Regions from separate parts of the Ovis aries genome. Here region 1 is linked to region 2. The links are chromatin contacts, called in public Hi-C maps. All regions are on one chromosome and are shown on one strand. The core of a region is the stretch at or near the end of the contact, and the rest is flanking DNA. Distances in the headings are between cores, read along the strand shown. Region 1 overlaps HECTD4 (HECT domain E3 ubiquitin protein ligase 4). Region 2 holds the start of HECTD4 (HECT domain E3 ubiquitin protein ligase 4).

Evidence for each region. A called contact is a pair of places that touch in the nucleus more often than the background predicts.
Region 1: a Hi-C map of liver shows a contact between it and region 2, with 4 times the contacts expected there. The contact joins the enhancer-like site here to the promoter of HECTD4 in region 2. A contact is called at or near these places in 9 of 16 Hi-C or Micro-C datasets (blood, liver, mesenteric adipose tissue and 5 more).

The regions. Positions count from the first base shown.
Region 1 is chr17:62,070,071-62,076,231 of ARS-UI_Ramb_v3.0, reverse strand. It overlaps HECTD4 (HECT domain E3 ubiquitin protein ligase 4), which reads right to left. Exons shown (of 76, transcript XM_060401254.1): 8 at 2,581-2,773. Among named protein-coding and RNA genes, the nearest start is that of HECTD4, 72 kb to the right of the region's middle. Within about 2 kb of position 1,296, at least 2 of the 54 cell types and tissues checked have an H3K27ac peak or open chromatin away from gene starts, as enhancers often do. A contact at or near this core is called in liver, where this site is marked.
Region 2 is chr17:61,998,784-62,005,146 of ARS-UI_Ramb_v3.0, reverse strand. HECTD4 (HECT domain E3 ubiquitin protein ligase 4) reads right to left here and starts at 3,639. Exons shown (of 76, transcript XM_060401254.1): 1 at 3,217-3,639. The coding sequence starts at 3,393.

The DNA of each region.
Region 1 (6,161 bases), core at 47-2,546, 73 kb before region 2:
GAGACAAGTGAAATCTAATCTGTCATTGCTTTGAATGCTTGTGGTTCTAAATTCCATTTTTTAAAACTTCAAGCCTCCAGCAAATATATTCTTCATTTAGGACATAAACCCAGTAGCATAAATTTCCATAAGTAAGAAACCCTAAAAAGCTAGCAACTTTGTGAGCATAACATTTTCACTGAGATTTTTTTTTTAATAGACATACCCTTATTAACATAGTAAGAGGTATTAGTTTACCACAGAATAAAAAACCCTAGACCTTCTGAATGTTGAATAATTGTCAAAAATTCACTTAGCCTATTACTGGTGAATTTTTATGTAACAACAGCGTGTTTAAATGAATACATCAAGAATGCACATAGAAGTGCAGTGATTGAGATCACATATTTAGAACACAAATAATAGTTTCAGAGGAACTAAATATACCTCGCCTACTGAGTCCTCTTTTTGATATCACTCATATTTTCTTAGGTAACAAGAAAATAGCATTTCTATTGTGCAGGTAGGATTCAATTTTCTTCCAAGGGACAAACCCAGATCAAGTCTTCAGCTTATCGAGAAAACATTTATTTAGGTAATGAGGACTGCTCTCTACAAAGTATTGCCTATAACTCAAATTATCCAAAGAACCAAGTTATAATAACTATTAATAAATTTCTAACTTGTATTTGATATAATAGAGACCTATAGAAGTAAAATATTATCCTTAAATTCTAATATGGACTAATAAATATTTAAAATTTGATAGTCTCACAAAGAATTAATCACAAATATTTTTCGTAACATTTCACTATATAAAAGAATGAAAACACAAACTTGCATTAAATTCATTAAACATCTATTTATTCAGATAATTTTTCTCTACATGGCATCTTTTTCTAGCCTTATCTTTTACTACAGGTCATGATTTGTTATAAATTCATGTAGTTGATATATAATATGAAAACTCTCCAAGAATAATGGTTCTTGACTTTTGGCTGGGGGGTCATAAGTGACCATGAAACTCTGATGAAAATTATGATGATACACATACTATGTTATTTAAAACTTTGGGAAAGGATGCTTATGAAACACTGAATTCTTACCCTAGTTAAGGATTCCTGCTTTAAAAATACAGAACAGTGTGTTTAGAAGGCTACCTTTTACTGAGAAAAGAAGAACAATAAAAAATACATAAATGTATCTTTCTACATGAATTTAATTTCTCTTTGCATTAAAGAAACCAACAACTCTGCCAGGATAAATAGAAACTAATAAATAGAGCTACCTATAGGGGGCAGGGTGGGGCAAATAACAGAATACACCAGGATACTGGAGTAAGATTTTTCTGCATGTACCATTTATATTGTTTTCACTTTCAAACTCTGTAAACACATTATCTATTTAAAAATATTACAGTGCAAACACTAAATGCCAAAGTCCAGAAAAATCAATCTCTGTCGTAGAGGGTTTGCCTTTTATTTGCTTGGTTGAGAATATGTTTAGTGAAAGTGGAAGTGTTAGTCGCTCAGTCCTGCCTGACTCTTTGCAACCCCATGGACTATAGCCTGACAGTCTCCTCCGTCCATGGAACTCTCCAGGCAAGAAAACTGGAGTGGGCAGCCATTCCCTTCTCCAGGGGATCTTCTTGACCTGGGAATGAACCCAGGTCTCCTGCACTGCAAGCAGATTCTTTACCCATCCGAGCCATCAGGGAAGCCCATATTTAGTGAAGATGATGTTAAATGTGAGTTTTTTACATTCATGAAGCATATACTAAACATGAAAATAACTTATTCTAACAGTAAGGACAAAGTATTTACAATTAAGGAGAGAGCTGTGTTGAATTCTTACAGATTCTTGCTAATTCATGTTCACAGCCAACAGTATGTATTAGCTTGGAATTAAAAAAATGAACAATGACTGGAAGGACACAAAAAGGTGAACTATGTAAAGCAAACTGCTTTGTAAGTCTGTAAGAGCTCAATAACAAGTACTGCCTGAATTCCACAGGCAGCATGCACTAACCACAAGCTGAATCCATCAAGCCATGAAAAGGCATGGAGGAATTGTAAAGGCACACATTATTAAGTGAAAGAAGCCCATATGAAAAGGCTATATTCTGTGTAAATCAGATTATATGATATTCTGTAAAAGGCAAAACTATGAAGACAATAAAAGATCAGTGGTGGCCAGGGTTTGGGGGGTGGGGAGGGATGAATAGGTAGAGTGCAAAGGATTTTTAAGGCTATACAACTACTCTATGTGATACAATAATGATGCACACAGGTCATTATGCGTTTGTCCAAACCCATGGAATGTACAACACCAAGAGTGAACCCTAAGGTGAACTGTGGACTCTGGGTGATTATTACGTGTCTCGGTGGGTTCATCGATTGTGACAAGTGCACCACTCTGGTGGGGGATGCTGATAATAAGGGGGGCTGTGCACATGTAGGGGTGGGAGGTACACAAAAAATCTGTACCTTCCTTTAATTTTGCTGCAAACCTAAAACTGCTCTAAGACAATACTCTCAAAACATATATAGAGCTGAATGAAGCTGAACAAGGTAAACATGAGATAAGCGAAGGGCAGCCAACCTGCTTGGTCCTCTTTCAGGGTGTTGGAGATGGTGGAGCCGGTGAGGGCAGCCAGTGTTGCGGACGGCGAGGCTCGGTAACGGGACAGTCTGCTCAGGAGCATCTCATTAATGCTTTTTGCAGACTCGCCCTCTTTTCTCATTAGAATTGTGCGTTCCTGAAGTGGGTTGGCTACGAATACACCGTTTTCCACCTAATATTTAAAGAAAAAGAAGTTCTTAAATGGAACCTGTTTCCATTCAGTGAGCAAACTTCTCCTTCAGAAGTGTATTATTGTCACCTGGTTACTCAAAAACATTTCCCAAAACTGTACCTGAGTAGGTGTACACCTCAAAACCTAATTGCTCTACAGAAACTGAGAACAAAAGGGAAACTATGAGATGTTTGAGAGCTTTCATTTTTAATAGCCCAGATTCTTAAAAGTAATGAGCCAAGTTTAATAGGTTCTACGAAAGGTTGTTGATGAAAATTCCTCATACTGAATTCCACAGGCAGCTCTCACTAATTACAAGCTTCTGACAGGTACAAGTAAGATGAGAGGAAAACAAATCAATCAGGTCTTGATTTACTATTAAGTACAGCTATGAGGATTATATCTTCTTGAAATATAATTAGTGGCTAAAATCCAAACTCTGTAATAACAGCAGTCAACATTAGCCCCAGCTGCTCAGGGATTGGCAGAGCAACGGTGGAGAAAGGCAGACTTTGTCTGCTAAAAATATATGCCAGCTTCAACTGGATCCTTGCTGGTACTTGGCAGTTCTCCTTCATCGTTTGATTATAACCCAGCAAAAGCTCTGGGGTGGTGATTCCAAAATTCTTCCACCAAATTTTCAGTATGGCTTTAAGCAGACCATCTGGCTTTTATTATTACTGAAAAGATCCAGACCACTTACTATAAGCTGCTCCCACTTGTCTCTCTTCCCACTCAAGAATCTTGTGTTCAGCCTCATTTAATCTTTTTCTCTTAATTCAGAGGAAGAAGCATTCCACCTCCTTTCTAACTGCCCCCTCAATTATCTCCCATCTGCCCCCTTCACCCTCACAGTCTCCCTCTTTGATCTCCTTTTTGGTTTCAAATATTCACAGGTCTCCAAGATCTTAAAGAAAACATTGGTGGCCCATTGCAATACCATCCCTCTTCTCAACTTCCATTCACTGTCAGATGTCTTAGATATACCTCAAGCAGCCTCTTCACCCACTGCCTGCTCCAGACCAGGCTTCTGGGTCTGGTTGGAGTCTCAGAAACTGGTGTCATGAGTGAAGAGAGGTAGAAATAGAGATAAGAAAGAACAGGAGTGCGAAGTGGAAAGGCTTCCAGAAGCAAATAAAAAGCAGTGAAGGAGTCCTAAGTGAAAAGTTGGTAACAGAGAAGAGGCTAGAGGAAGCAAACTGAGGAGCACAGCCAGGCAAGGTTCCCGGAGAGGGATGGACCTGCTGAGGGGGGCTTTTATGAGACGTTCACAAAAGAGAAGTAAAAAGGCTTCTCAGAGTTTGCAAATGCTGTTTCTATTTCCTCACCTCTGCCTCTTAACGCTTTACAGCTACTTAACTCAGTTCCCTCTAACAAGTGAACATTCTTGATGGTCAAGAGGAACCTAAAACCAAAATCATCAAGGTTTTCCTTGTCTTCTGTGTAGGCTGTGCCATGGTTGCCAGAAACCTTGGGGTTGTCCTGCCTCAGTCTCAGTGGCAGAATATAATCCTGGTTTCTTTTCAACATGAACATGTACCTATGTGTAAGGGACTCTTCTAATGAGCAAAGCCAAGACAGTTCTTGCCCTCTGTGTGCTCCTCTTATCTGCTGGTTCCCATCTCCACTTACTTAAACGGGAGCCTGCTTAGGATTAGACCCTGCCTCTGGTTCTAAAACCTTTGCTGGAACACCCTGTCCCTAGATCCTCCTGTGTGTGCCTGGCTCTTTCCTATCATTTAGGTCTTACATAGAATGTCACCTCCTCAAAGAGGCTTTCCATGATTACCAAAGAAGAATCCCCTCCGCCCTCTCCTACTCACCCCCACAAGCCAGAGCACAACATCCAGTCATGTTACCTGCACAGCACTTACCATTCTCTGAAATGATCTTACTCATTAATTTATTTATTATTTGACCTTCTACCTCCATTCCACCTTAGCTGAATGCTGGCTCCCCAAGAGCCAGGATCCTGCCTGCCTTGTTTGCTGTCTCATTTCCAGCACTCATGAAGCAGACAGTAAATACTTGAAGCTCTGCTGAATAAACAGATCTGTGTCCTGACTCAAGAGGAGGGCATGCAACCCACTCCAGTATTCTTGCCTGGAAAATCCCATGGACAGAGGAGCCTGGCGGGCTACATCCATGGGGTCACAAAGTCGGACACGACTGAAGCGACAGCATGCACACATGTCCTGACCCAAATCCAATGCTACCTCTCCACGGCAACTCCTACATTGCTATATACAGACCATCCTTGCTCCTGGGATTGAGCACAACTTTTCTAACTGCCTCCCACTCCCCAGCACTTCGGCTGGAATAGCCTCTGTCGCCTAAAATTGAACACATCCACATCTTCCCACACTGTGTTACCCCCACCCTTCAGCTAGATTCACGTTTACCAAGTGTAGCTCTATTTATGTTGCACAACTCTAAATATGACCCTTCAAAGGCATCCAGACTAAAAAATCAATCACTTGGCATTCAAAAGCACTGCCCAATCTGGCTCCATAAGAAAAACAATGGCTAAATTAAGAAAAAAAAAAGTCATGCTATTGTGTTTAAGTACTTTGAAAATATTGAAAAGAAAACCTGATAAAGCACCCATGAGAAGCAAAGAGGACTCAGCTTTGGTGCCCAAGTAGTAAATCTGGGAACCTCTATACTTAGCAAAGTATCTCTTTGGGACGAAAAAGCTACTAGTGATTTTGAAAGGAGGGGGAAGTGCCTGGGAGGAGTGAGAAGCAGCACACAGCTAGTGATGACAAGAAGCTTCCCTCTGGCTCCCTTCCTGGCCCACGCTACCACCTCAAGTCCAGTGACCATCCAGCCTCAACTTGGTCTCCCCACTTTGACCCCGTATGTTTTACTACATTAGCCAAAGATTCATTTACAGATGAAAATAAAATTATGTCCTTCCTTGTCTGAAGCCCTGCATCAGCTTCCCAATAAATTTAAAACAAAACTCAAATGGCTGGTAAGGCCCATGGGGTCCAACATCCACTGACCTCCGTGCTTTGGTTTCCCCTTCTCCCCACACTTTCAGGGCACTGCCTTCTGTCCCTCCTCTAAAATGCCTGCATGCTAGGCCTATACTTGGTGATCCCTCTTTCTGGACTGGACTAGTTCTGATTTGCCTGAGACTGTCCTGGTTTTAGCACCAACGGTCCTTGTCCTAAGAAACGTCTCAGGTCCTGGCAAATGGGGAGGGTTGGTTGCCATCTCTGGCAGGATAGATGGCTGCTTCTCATCACTCTCATTTCAGCTCAAATGTCCTTCCTCAGAATGGCCCTCTCTGCCAGGCAAACCGGAGTGGCTCGCCATCTCTACCCCCTCACCCTCTATCTCATTACCCTCTTTTATTTTCTCCCCAGCATTTGCCAGTAGC
Region 2 (6,363 bases), core at 2,390-4,889:
ACAGGAAAGCCAGGGTCTAGTCATTTGCCTTGCCATAACTAGCTATGTTGTTGTTGTTGTTCAGTCGCCCAATAGTATCCGAATCTTTGCAACCCCCTGGACTGCAGCACGCCAGACCTCCCTGTCCCTCACCATCTCCCAAAGTTTGCCCAAGTGCATGTCCATTGCATCCGTGATGCTATCCAGCCATCTCATCCTCTGACCACCCTCCTCTCCTTCTGCCCTCAATCTTTCCCGGCATCAGGGACTAGCTTGCTCCCAGCCAAAACCTTTCCTTATCTCAGATAACTTCTCTCTAAAATGAGGGGAAGGAAATTCCCTGCCTGTGCTCTCACTGCTGAGGGGCCTCGGTTCAATCCCTGGTCAGAGAACTAGGATCCCACAAGTCACACGGTATGTCCAAATTAAATAACATTTTTTAAAAATGAGATTGGTGTTTGATAGAAAACAACAAAATTCTGTAAAGCAATTATCCTTCAATTAAAAATAATTTTTAAAAATGAGATTGGTTTAAAAAAATTTTTTTATAATGAGAGAAACAAATATCTCTAAGGTTCCTCCTAAAATTCTGAGACTCTGTTACAGCTAGTGCAGTCTTATGAAAGTTGCCAATCATAAATCACTTAACTCAGCTTGAATCTCATCTTTCTAATCCAAAACTGAAAGATTCTATATAACTATAAAACCCTGTAAAAATCAGTCATTTTTACCCAGGTGTCCACTAGAAGGTGTGAGCTGGAAGAATATACTACATAGGGGTGGCAGCATTTCAAAAGTTAGGTGTTTTGTTTTGTATTTACCTAGCTGCTCCATGTCTTGGTTGAGGCATGTGGGAGCTAGTTCTCTGACCAAGGACTGAACCTGGGTTCCCTACATTAGGAGTGCAGACCTCTGGCCACTGACTGCCAGAGAAGTCTCCAAAAACTAGTTTTTAAAAAGTTAATGAACCTCTAATCTTCCTCAAAAATAAAAAGAATAAGTCACTAGAAAGGAAATAAAGATATCTGTTTATTACCCTATCTTTAACCAGTTATTGAATTTAAAGTAATTACAAACATGAGCATCATACATACATGATTAGTAGCAGGTATGTTTGAGACCAAATAGAGCTGAGTTAATGTCAGGCTCTCTTTTCCAGTTATGTGATCCTGAGCAAACTGCATACCTGCTCTGCAGTTTATTTGCCTCATCTGTACACGGATACAATATTTACAACTGTTAAAACAGGTAACAATATTTAGCTACCAGGATCCTTTTTTAAAAAAACCAAGATCCCTTTGAGAATTTAATAAATGCTTGACACATATGACATACTTAATCAACATTATTATTAAATAAATAAATGTGAATACACCCACACAAAACACAAATCTAACAAAACATTCTTAGCTGCTTCTTCTGATACTATGTTGCCTGTATCACACATGGAAAGAAATGAAAAAAGTTCTGACCATAGTCAGAAGTGTTTATCACTCATACACATATTGGTTTCTGAGAGGTCAGACAACAAAAAAATGTTTAAGAGTTTAAAAAAAAACTTCCAGGCCAGAGAGGTTCCTTCTTTTAAAATCATTCTTCTGTGGAAATACCTGGCAAATACTCAGTACATTTATACAGTGAACATCTTAGGAAAGCCAACTTCACGTATTTTTAATGGAGCCTACACTTTTTAATCCTAAAAATAAATAAACTACATACATACAAAAATTTTGGATCTGTGAACTTAGTCTTGAGAAACAAAGAGCTTTCCACATTTCACCTACAAGAGAGCCAATTAAATCCAAAGATTCCACCATCATAGCATAATGCCCCTTGAGCTTTCAAGCAGATAAGACACTCAGACACACCTTGCTTTTTATAGGAAAGGCCCAAATGAGACATGATAAACCTCTAATTCCATGTTAGGAATTCCCTATCAATATGCACATGCCTTTTTTTGGTAGCTAGACTGTAAAATAAGTCATTAGGAGTTCACAGTGGAAATGCTGCAACCTCAACCTCGAATCCAGACACAAAAATACAGAGGTCGGTATTCCCATCTCAGACACATCCAAATGTCTCAGCCAACGGGATCCCGTCACTGCCCTTTCCAGAAACACACAGTAATGGGGTTTAATCCGTTTCTATAAATGTTCGTTGTGTTGAAAGCCAAAGCGCCTGCAAAACCGCAAAACACAAAAAGATTCCTCGCATTCCGTTTATAGCCAACAGACAGGCCAGCCTCTCTGCGCCCTACCCCTGACAGTCCTCCTTGCGACAATAAGAATTTCGTGCCACCGGATGCTTCCTACACGTCAAAATGTCATCCCGCAAAGTGGAGGTGGGGAGGGGGCAGTGCCTGGATCAACCGATCCTGCCGGAGCTCCCACCCCGGGGCAAACACGGGAACCAAGTGAAGTCGGTGCAAAGTTCCCATCCATCCAGCATATTTGGTTTCCTTCTGCCCCCAAACCCAGCGGCAAAACTGCTGAGATTTGCTTTTGCACCTGCCATGGCTGCTAAGCCTGGGCTTCTCCTTGACCCCCGAGATCATAGATAAGGCCTTGCGGCCTAAAACGTTCATGACCCTTGCGGAGAGCGCATTGAGGACCGCCGCAGCATCCCCCTTCGCTGTCCACACAGCCAGCTTGCTTCCCTGACAAAGGCCCCGTGCCAATCCCCGGCACGACACACAGTAGTTGCTGGAATGCCCATCACCGACTGGCAGCTGCCACTACCTTCTCCCGAGAAAAATAAACAACACACACGCGCACACACACACACACACACACACACACACACACAGCACTGGGGTATAACAACACGGCGGGAGATGTAAAGCATTAAAATTAAAAAGACCCCAAAGCTAAGCAGCCTGGGTGTGCCCTGGAAGTGCGTCCGAGGGGCCCGTGGGGGAGGGGAGATAGGGCCCGGGAGGCGGCGGCTCCTCTGGGGCGTGAAGGCCGGGCCGGGTGATGGTCTAATAAAATGCTGGGAGTCGGAAGGTTCAAAATGAAACCACAAATGAAATCCCCGGCGGGCCTGAGGCCCCGGGTGGTCTGCAGACCAGCGGCGCGGCCCGCACCTGCCTGCCCAGCGCCCACCCACACACACACCTGCCAGGGCAGCCTTCTGGGGCCCTCGGGGTCCGGGGTGAAGCAGAAAGAAGGCCCGACCCCAGGGTGCGGGCCGGGTGGGCTAATCTGATGGCGGAGGCCAGGGGGCAGCCTCGCTCACCTCTAGGTCAGTGTCGGCGGCCTCCGGGGCCCCGAGGATCTCGCTGGGCAGCTCGGCCAGGTCGGTGACCCGGATCAGCCCGTCGTGCAGGAAGATGGTCTCCTCCTTCACCGAGAGCCACTGCGCCGAGTCCGCGGCCGCAGCCGCCGCAGCCGCCGCGGCCGCCGACGAGCCCATGGCCCCAGCTGAGGGGTTGGCTGTGAGGAGCAGCCGCTCGGCTCGGCGAGATGCGAGCAGGAGCCGCCGAGTTCACCAGTCCATGGCAGCAGCCGCCGCGCCCGCCTGCAGCGCCCCACTCGCCGCCTCGCGCGTGCAGCTCCGCCCTAGGAGGTCCGAGCTGCCATCCTCCCACCCCTGGCCCCGGAGACCCCGGCCCCGCCGCCACCGCCGCTGCCGCCGCCCTGAGGAACAGGATCCGCCTCTGCCGCTAGGCAGCCAACTGTCAGTGAGGCGCCATGTTGGGGGCGGGGCTCCCGGCATGCCCCGCGGAGCGGACAATACCGGCCCCGCCCACTCGTCTGGCCCCGCCCACCTACCGAAGGCCCGGGGACAGCCAGGTTGGCTGGATCTCTGCCTAGCCTTTTTCTGCACCTTGCCCTCAGAGTGACCTCCCACGTCCTTTACAGTTCCAGGGCGCCCTACGTCTGCATTACTCCAGGAGAAGAGGGCAGCCTTCCTCTACTCTCCTCCCCTCTGCTCATGTGTGCAACCCTCTCTGGCCTGAGTCCCACCGTGGGCACCTGGGCAGACACATGGAAGTTCACGGGCTGCTTACACGTTTAAATAAGATATATGCAAAAATATGGCTCACAGTAGGTGCTGAAGTTTGTTCATAAGCACTTGGTCGAAATGCACAGTAGGTGCTACATATTCACCACAAATTCTTGTACCCAATAAGCACTCAAAATCTGGTGAAAATAAAGCACTAGTCACAATGTCTGGTGTCTGGACCTTAATAAATGCTCCAAGAGGGAGTTAAAATTATTCTTATATTCTATCACTATTCAACACTGATTGACATACACCTTAAAAATATGCCAGCCATCCCGCTTTTATTAAAAGAAGAAAGGAAAGAACTATGTGTTTAGAGAAAAATGTGTGGGTGACTATGTACTAAGTTGTTAATATGAATTGCCACACAGAGCAGGACTAGCCTGGAATGGCTGAAGTAAGGTTAACTTTGTATTGCTTTTATACTTCCCCAAAAAAAAAAAAAAAGCACTCTTTGGTATCAAAGGACTTGAATGCATATGTCCACCAAAATACCTGCACAGGCCTAGATGTCCATCCATACATGAATGGATAAAGAAGTTGTGGTACATAAATGCAATGGAATATTACTCAGCCCATAAAAAGGAATGCATTTGAGTCAGTTCTAATGAGGAGGATGAACCTAGAGCCTGTTACACACAGTGAAGTAAGTCAGAAAAACAAGGATTGTGTGGTAACCATATATATGAAATCTAGAAAAATGGTACCGATGAACCTATTTGAAGGGCAGCAGTGGAGACACAGACATAGAGAACAACCTGTGGACACAGTGGCAGGAGGAGAGGATGGGACAAACTGAGAAAGTAGCACTGAAACGTATATATTACCATAAGTAAAATTAGATAGCCAGTGGGAACTTGCTGTATGAGGCAGGGAGCCCAAATCAGCTCTCTGTGACAGTCTAGAAGGGTGGGATGTAGAAGGGAGACTCAAGAGGGAGGGTAAATATGTATACCTATCACTGATTCATGTTGGTGTATGGCAGAAACCAATATAACACTGTAAAGCAATTATCCTCCAATTAAAATAAATTTAAAATTTAAAAAACCTGCATAGGGACATTTATAGCAGCTTTATTCATAATTGCCAAAACCAAGATGCCCTTCAGGAAGTGAATGGATAGATAAACTGTGGTACATCTGGACAATGGAATATTATTCAGCACAAAGAAGAAATGACTATCAAACCAGGAGAAGACAATACCCTGTATGATTCCAACTATATCATATTTTGGAAAAGACTAAACTATGGAGATGATAAAAAAGATCATTGGTAGCTAGTGGATGCAGAAAGGAAGGGAGGGATGCAGAAAGGCAGAGCACAGAAATTTTTAGGGCAGTGAACAGTACTCTGTATAATACAGTAATGATGTATACATGAAATTATACATTTTTTCAAAATCATAGAACATACTACACCAAGAGGGAGCCACAGTGGAAAATATGGACTTTAGGCATTATGATGTGCCAGTTCAGTTCATCAGTCATGACAAATGTATCACATGGTGGGGCATGTGAACACGGGAGAGATCATGCACGCATGGGAGCAGGGAGTATGTCTGAAATTTCTGCATCCTCAGTTTTTGTATGTGTGTGTGTGTGTGAACCTAAAACTTTTCTAAAAAATACAAGTTTTCATAAAGAAAGAATGAATGAGAGCATTAAAGAGCATACTTTTTGATCCAGCAATTCAGCTTTGAGGAAGTTGTCTGAAGGAAATTATCAGATTCACAGTCCAGGATGAACACACAGGGATGTGCAGCTCAGTATTGTTTATAAGAGGAAAAATTATAGTCAGATTAAATACCCAACAATGTGGGACTGGTTAACTATTATAATGGTATATCTGAAACATGGAATATTATGATGCCATTCAGAATAATGCTTATAAAGGATATTAATACAAGTGAATGTTGAGGTATTAGTAAATGGAAAAAAATCAGGCTAAAATAGTAAAGAAATTTTGAAATTTAATTGTTTGTTGTTAAGACTGCATTTTAAAAATTACATACATGCATGACTGTAGATGTAGAAGACAGGGAAAGTATCATGTCTGATAATATTTTGGTAAATTTCAGCAGTGCATTTACAGGAGATGCACTACATTTACAGCAGTGCATTGACTGGGAGATGAGTGGTTTGTGCTTTGCAATGTTTTCCAAATTTTCTTTCTCAAGCTTGCATTACTTTTGATAAAACCAAAAAAAAAAAATCTATTGAACCTCTAGGAATGGAGGTACCTCCACTCATATATCTATCATACTATCCTTCTGAGTATTCATTAATATTTGCATTTTACAAGGAACTGAAGCTCAGAATTAAGTGACTTGCACCCACCTAGAAATTGGCAGAATTGAGATTTGAATCCCTGACTGGC